Regions from separate parts of the Danio rerio genome. Here region 1 is linked to region 2. A link is a contact called in public HiCAR-type data. All regions are on one chromosome and are shown on one strand. The core of a region is the stretch at or near the end of the contact, and the rest is flanking DNA. Distances in the headings are between cores, read along the strand shown.

Region 1 (3,702 bases), core at 642-3,141, 220 kb before region 2:
TTGGAATCATCTGCTGCAGATCTTAAAGCTCAACACTTATGTTCCACTATCATCCTTTAGAAATTCAATCCTGTTAATAGTACAAGATAACTGTGCTTGTTTTTAGTTTGTCCCTGGTTGTTATTATCTGCATCTGTGAGATTATTATGGTGTTGTGTCTCTGCTGCTTCATATCTCATTTTTATGTTTCCTCTCGGTCAGGTCATCATTGTAAATGAGAACTGGTTCTCAATTGACTAAACTTCTATGTATTTTTATAATTTTCCCCATGGTATAACCACTTAAGTTTTGCAAAAAGCGCTTAACATAAAGCAGAGCATCTCCAGAATGACGTAGTTTTAAATTCCACAAACTCTTCATATTTCAGTTGATTCTGATTGGCTGCCAATGTTCTATCACTTATTAGTTTTGTTTTGTATTCTGAATATTGATGGTAATCATTGTCTGATTGTTTTGGCGGTTTAATGTGCCTGCATGCTTTTATCATTAAGTAAGTAGAAGTTTGCAGCTGTTTAACCCACATTTGTCGGTGGCTGTGGAAAGCTCCAGAATTCCAGTGCCCTGTTAATGGCTTGACTGCTCATATTTCAGGTTTTCCTCTTTGTCTCTTGGATGCGTGCCCTCAAGTTCCTGTGCTCAGTGGCGAGGAGACGTCCTCTCCTCTGCCCTTCTCTTTCACTCTTTTTCCCTTAGTGAAGATAAAAAGTTGTATAACTGACACACTTTTCCCTCTCCACTGCCTTTGTGGCTCCACCCCTCATAGTGAATCCAACATGCTCATTGGCTAGACCCAGATTCTTCGAATTTGAAATGTAGTACAGTTCATATTTGACCCAGATTGTTTTCTTTTTTTATTTAGCTTTTGCACATTTCAAAAAATGCTGTTTTTCTCTCTGAGATTGGGTTAGTCGCTGCTTTCACATGCAGATCTGCCAACTTTTCCCTTTTTTTAGCTCAATGGACTGGCTTGTGTTTGCAATGTTTATTTTCCACGCAACCATGTTTTTCAGAATGGCTTTGATAGACTGCAGCAGCTGCAGCATGTTTTCCAGATCTCTTGATTTTGCACGCAAGCTTCATGTAATGACAGATTTAGTTTATTTAAATGTAACTTTTATAATGTCCAACTTGCTGCTGCTGTTTTACGTTAAAAAGCGCAATCTGTGAGATTTGTTAACATCTTAAATCTGTTATTCCCATTCAGTTTATTGGCTTGTGTTTTTGTTAAATTAGTGTAATTTAAGTTAATAATAAATATTATTTTTTAAAAGCGTTAATAAAAATTTATCGCCAAGCATTTTTTGGTTTTTAGTCAAGCGCATTCCTAATTTTAGGTTCCACTTTCGGTCTAGAATTATCATTTAGATTAGGGTTAAGGTTCACCTAAAAATCACCCTCAGGTGGTTTCAAACTGTTATGGGTTTCTTTATTCTGTTGAACACAATGATATATCGAAAAATTCATAACTTTCCAATATTAATGTCTTGGCTGTCTTTTTTGATCAATTGAATGCATTGCTCACTTAAATTAATGATTTCTTTTGTCTGCAGTCTTACTGGCCCCACCTTTTAAATGCCAGGGTGTGTATTTAGTATATATTCCAATCTTTCCAACATTCCATTGCCCAGATTCAGACATGCTGCATGCTCGACCTACATGAGATTATAGTAAGCAGTGTTTGTTCAGCCTTGCCTTTTAATATGTCTCATCACAAGCCGAACCCTGAAATCTTGAGCTCTTATTTCGAACTCTTTTGTGTTGTAGCTGTATGATGTGTAGCCGTGGCTCAGAGATGTTTGTGTGTGTGTTAGCACATGCTGTGGGTGTGCTGTTCTCCCCCTGAGGCTCATTCATGCTCATGCTCCTCCAGAACAAGCAGCCCCCCAATCAGATCCTCCGCAAATCTCCTCTTCTGCCTTATAAGGCCTGCCGTTCAGGAGAGAAGCTCTGAGCTTATTCACTGAGTGCCTGCACTGATGTCGCAACATGCTCTCTAGCTACTTTATGCCGTTTTACTTTCAAGAACTCACAAAATGTGCACAGGAAAATGGTCACTGCATGCATGATGCATTAATACAACTTGTAACAGCTGCATTAATACAATGTATATATTATGCTCATTGTACATCCATCTGGATATAGTACCCACAGTTTTTGATAATTGTGCTTATAACTTATACCTATATCCTGCAGTTGCTGTGCTTGCAGACTTAAACTGCGTAGCTGTATCCAAAATCGCATACTTCCATACTATATAGTCTGATAAAAACAGTATGCAAGCCGAGTAGTATGTTCGAGTTCATAGTATTCGAAAAACAATATGTAAGAAGTCCCCGGATGACCTACTGTACTACCTATTGTAACAGTTTTAGTATTATCAGGGTGTCTTAAAAAGTATTAAAAGTTGATAAGGCAATGTGGAGAAATTTTAGCCCCTTAAAACTGGTGGTGGATGAGGAGATCCCCCTTTGTGTAAAGTGACTTGAGTGCCCAGAAAAGTGCTATATAAATGTAAGGAATTATTTATATTATTAAGAAGTCTTAAGACGAGGCAGTGGCGCAGTAGATAGTGCTGTCGCCTCACAGCAAGAAGGTCGCTGGGTCGCTGGTTCAAACCTCAGCTCAGTTGGCGTTTCTGTGTGCATGTTCTTCCAGCCTTTGCGTTGGTTTCCTCCGGGTGCACAAGCCGACAAGAAAATGAATGAATGAATGAAGAAGTCTTAAATGCTATTTTGCAAGGTATTAAATTTAGATTTTTCATTTTTGATTATGCAATGTATAGTTGTATTCTAAAGTTTGCCTGAATTAAGTTTGCGAATATTATTATGCTGTTTAGTTTGTAAAATCAGTAAAATCTTTCTAGATTTGAGATAATGTTGCTTTGTTTACTGCAGTAACCAAGGGAACACCATTATTTCTGCAGTTCTATAAGCCCTCACCTGCTGAATTAGCTAGATTTAATACATTTTTATTCAATATATAAATATGGTTTTAGTTTTGGATTAGTTTCTTACATACTTTAATTTAGTAAATATACTGCCAGTTAGAATCTTACCAGTGTTTCCAGTTGAAAAGTGGTTATATGGTTTTAAAATAGGTCTTAAAAGGGATTGAATTTCACTCTCTGATTCCTGTATATACTCTGATTATGTCATAGATTCTGGTATCCTACCAAATCCAAAGTTGTGGGCTCAGTATTTAAACACTTTAAATGTTGACAGAACATCTAAACATGGCCGGTGGCTTTTTCTCTAAATCAAGGGTGCCCAAACCTTTTTGTATAAAGTGCCAAATACCAAATTTCAATAAAAACTTTGGGCCGAAGGTTAATATACTAAACTATATTACGTAAAATTTGCAATGAGTAATTTCTTAAATTATTTCAGAATATTTAAAAATATATAAAAAACATTAATAATCATATGAACTAATGCAGTATATCTTTTAAAATTATAACTTATTCCGATAAAAACACAGTGGAGTTCACTGAATACAGTAGTCAAGCCGAATCTGCCTTTGCATTGATTTGCTCACCAAAGTCTCTGCGATGTTCACAACCCATCATTTATGCATTTCAAGTAAATCTGAGTAATGTAATTGAAACGTTTCATTTCACTTACGTTTTAACAGTAAAACAAACAAACAAAATATTATATTAGATTTGAAATGATAATCTAAACCCTCCCTATAATTCTTCCTCTC
Region 2 (3,594 bases), core at 534-3,033:
ATTTTAATTTACAAAATGTCTCCACAGTATTTAAAATGAGTGACCATTGTCAAGTACACACTGCGTTTACAGCATTTGTCGTCTAACGGATTTGTCATAAACACGTTAGGCACTAAAATAATTGGAAAAAATAGATTTCAGTAAGTATTATGAAACATGTATCCACCAATGCTTAACCAAGTCATTTAATTTTTGCTTTTTATAAACCAAAGGAGATTCATATGTAATGTATAAATGTACTGTTATGCAATTCCTCTTTCAGCGAGTGCTCTGTGTTAAAAGTTAAGACAAGCATATGGGTAAGTTTATATACTTAAAACACTCCTGGACTCATTTCTCAAAGCACTTCTTTAAGCTCAACATCTGCTGGCATTTCCTACTAGACGCCAAAAATCGAAGCCCTTTGGGTGATGATTCATATCATTTCAGCGGTGTTTACAGGTTTGTTTTCAATTGCTGCACTGTAAATATCAAGAGGTGCTCAAACACATCTGAATCAGTTGATCCTTACAAGCAAATCAAATGAGTAGATAAATGCAATAAGTTCTAAATGGTACAAAATGAGAAAGCCAGCACTCAGATGAAACACACGTTGGCTAGGGAACAAAAATGAACATAAAACACAAGATTTAATGTTTAAGTGCATTTAAAAAAAAACAAATAAACACAAAAATGACACAAAATTACTCAAAAGGCAGACTGAAATATTAACTCTACTTTGAACACTGTAGATCTATTATGAGGACTTAGTTTATAAAACAAGTGCAAGCATAGAGCCCTTGTCAAATTGCAGGAAAAAATGGTTGCCATTAAGATGAATTACAGCCCTGTGGAAAAAAATATGTACTTCCTATAGAAATGGTCCTCAACCACATTTCAGTAAAAAGCTTTCCATAACGGTAATGTAAAGCATTAAAGTTGAGGGACAGAATGTTGTCACTTAGAAATCCAAGAATAACAGCCATCTGGTAAGTTGGATTCATGCGTGAAATTTTTGGAACGAGTGTTCAATGTTGTACATGTTTGCTTCCCAAGCTGGTGCAGAAACTCCAAAAGGTACACCCACCCCTTTCCAAAAACAGAGCCGCAGTTACACTTATTTTAGCTTGCTCAAGCATCTACTTTCCTCAAGTGTAAGAGACAAACAATATTACAAACTAAATTACTCATTTACAGGGTTAAAACCTCTCAAAAACAACTGCTTTATTCCTTCGTCCTCACAATTGTACAAAGTCTTAGAGTTCAGTAAGTGTAGTACCTGCAAAATAGTTCTGAATCAAGCAGGAAAGCACACATAAGGAACAAAATAACAATCGCTTACTTTCCACCTAACATGTACAAGGCCATGTATATTTAGGACTGAAATTGCACACTTTGATATAGCCCACATGAAATTTCAGGCATGAAGTTTGCTTACATGCCCCTCAAGTCTTCACGCATGTGACTTGGTTTAGATCCAGCAAAGCAGAAGCCTCTCTGCCTCGTAACCTGGTACTAAAATTTGCGTTCAAACGCAGCCTTGCTTTACAACTTAAGCATGCATGTGTACAAAGCGCTTGAAAATATCGTTTAAAAACCTCACTTCCCAACATTGTGCACCTACACGGAACGATGAACAATTTTGTTTTATAGCACACTTAGATGATGCTCTTCCAAAAACCACAAACACAAAAACAACATATTCCATAAAATCTGGTGAGCCGACTGAACAAGAGTCTGAGATCCGTTTTCGCTTTCAAACAGAGGAAATTTGGCTATTGAACAGTTATTATTGGAAAGAATGGAATGTTCAGGCAGTTCCCAGGAAACTGAGTCATTCCATAAACATATGATGCATCCGCTACTTATTGCAACTACGCATGAAGACCATTTATGAAAAAAGCCATAAAAAACAAACAAACATGTCAATAAGAAAGGCAATCTCAAAACCACTTTGGAAGGAGTACATTTTTAAGATAACTGCTCTTGAATCATGTTGTCAGAATCACAATTACTTCACTATGTGGTGTGTTTGTGGCACAAACAATGTTTTAGCACTAACACTGACAGATTTTTAAGGAAAAAAAAACAACAGCACTTATTTGAGCTCATGAGCAAACGCACCACATGCCCTTTGAAGGTCTTGGTTCTATTGATTGTGCACCCAAGAAATGGCAAGATAGAGATATGCATGTATGTGTGTGTGTACACACACACACACACACACACACACACACAGTGTATTTTTTTGTTATTCTTCAAAGAACTGAATGACTCATCAAAGCTAAAGGCAATACAAATAAAACAATCATCTTTGAATGATAATTATCCAATAAGGGTAAGGTACTGTCAGATGCAGTAACAATTTATTTATTACACTAGCCAAATCTTATCAGTATAAAACATCGAACAACACGGTGTAAAAATGTCATAATCGAGGGTTAGAGTAAGGGCGGCAACTACTAATACAAAGCTCTCTTAGGCAGATAGAAAAAGGAATGGTAAACTGCTGACATCTTAAACACTCCTAAACAAAGTCAAATCTCCTTTTCACAGAGATCTAAAAGCGTTCTCTCCTGAGATCAGCAGTGTTGCATCTGTTGAAGAGGATTAAAAAAAAAGTCTGTGACTCTATACATAAAAAAAATCTACAAAATATTGTTAATACCATACGATTACTTTTAAAATGACAACATTGAAACATCAGATTTTAATTATTTAACAAACAATTCAAGCATTATTCTGTTTCATGACAAACTGACATAGATTGTTATTTGCTTGATGTTTGTTTGAAATAATTTGCATTGTATCCAGCCCCAAGACACCAGACAGTTACTCTATATGGCATCATTAACACAGTTCGACAGTTGTTTGTTTAATGAGGACTTACAGTTTAGACTTTTAAACAACTATAACAATAAACATCAGTGACTACTGCATTATATTAACAGCAGCACATTCATTTTAATTATGGCACATGACAGAAACAACCGTTTCACAATAATCACCAGAGACAGTAACAGAAACTCCAATCTATTAGCTGCAGAAAGACATAACACTTTCTCTAAACTCATTTTTTGCATTCTTGAAGAGAAATAACAACACAATGTTCTCATTAGCTTCCAATTAAACAGTAAAGTAAGGCCCAACGCCTATATGGAGTACAAATTAGTGGATTCTTTTCCTGAAAAGGCTCATTAAGTATGACTTTTTCAACATAGATTGTGCAACACATTAGTCATCTTATAATGACCACAATATAAAGATCTGTTTCTTAAATTAAGCAACAAATACTAAATAAATGACTAAACCGCATGACAATAGAACATATCAACACGTTACTGTAAAATCAACTACATGTATTCAGACTGGGTCATAACATTTGCAGATCTAAACGTACATTTAAAGCTGCATCTCTGCAATCATACTTTCCTTTAATACGCAGTCTGGACTTTAAAGAGCATTTCTGAGCACAAGGGTCGGAGCTGAGGTGACAGGGAAAGCAATAGTTCACTCGAGAAGAGCAATAATTGTAGTGTTTGCCCCAGTCAGTGGAGGGGGAGTGATGGAAAACAAATGGGGCAATTTCAGTCATGAATCCATGCTGTCGATTTT

The links. HiCAR-type assays count read pairs that join an accessible place to other places.
Region 1: a HiCAR-type map of caudal fin shows a contact between it and region 2, with 5 times the contacts expected there. The contact joins two enhancer-like sites. A contact is called at or near these places in 6 of 18 Hi-C or Micro-C datasets (caudal fin, embryo, fibroblasts and 2 more) and 3 of 4 datasets of contacts at active chromatin or transcription factors (caudal fin, embryo and gastrula embryo).

Annotation. Positions count from the first base shown.
Region 1 is chr3:39,586,505-39,590,206 of GRCz12tu, reverse strand. All of the region lies in intron 13 of rnf216 (ring finger protein 216), which reads left to right. Among named protein-coding and RNA genes, the nearest start is that of rnf216, 31 kb to the left of the region's middle. Within about 2 kb of position 1,891, at least 45 of the 62 cell types and tissues checked have an H3K27ac peak or open chromatin away from gene starts, as enhancers often do. A contact at or near this core is called in caudal fin, where this site is marked.
Region 2 is chr3:39,363,985-39,367,578 of GRCz12tu, reverse strand. The region is part of intron 2 of tnrc18 (trinucleotide repeat containing 18); the gene reads right to left. Among named protein-coding and RNA genes, the nearest start is that of tnrc18, 28 kb to the right of the region's middle. Within about 2 kb of position 1,783, at least 7 of the 62 cell types and tissues checked have an H3K27ac peak or open chromatin away from gene starts, as enhancers often do. A contact at or near this core is called in caudal fin, where this site is marked.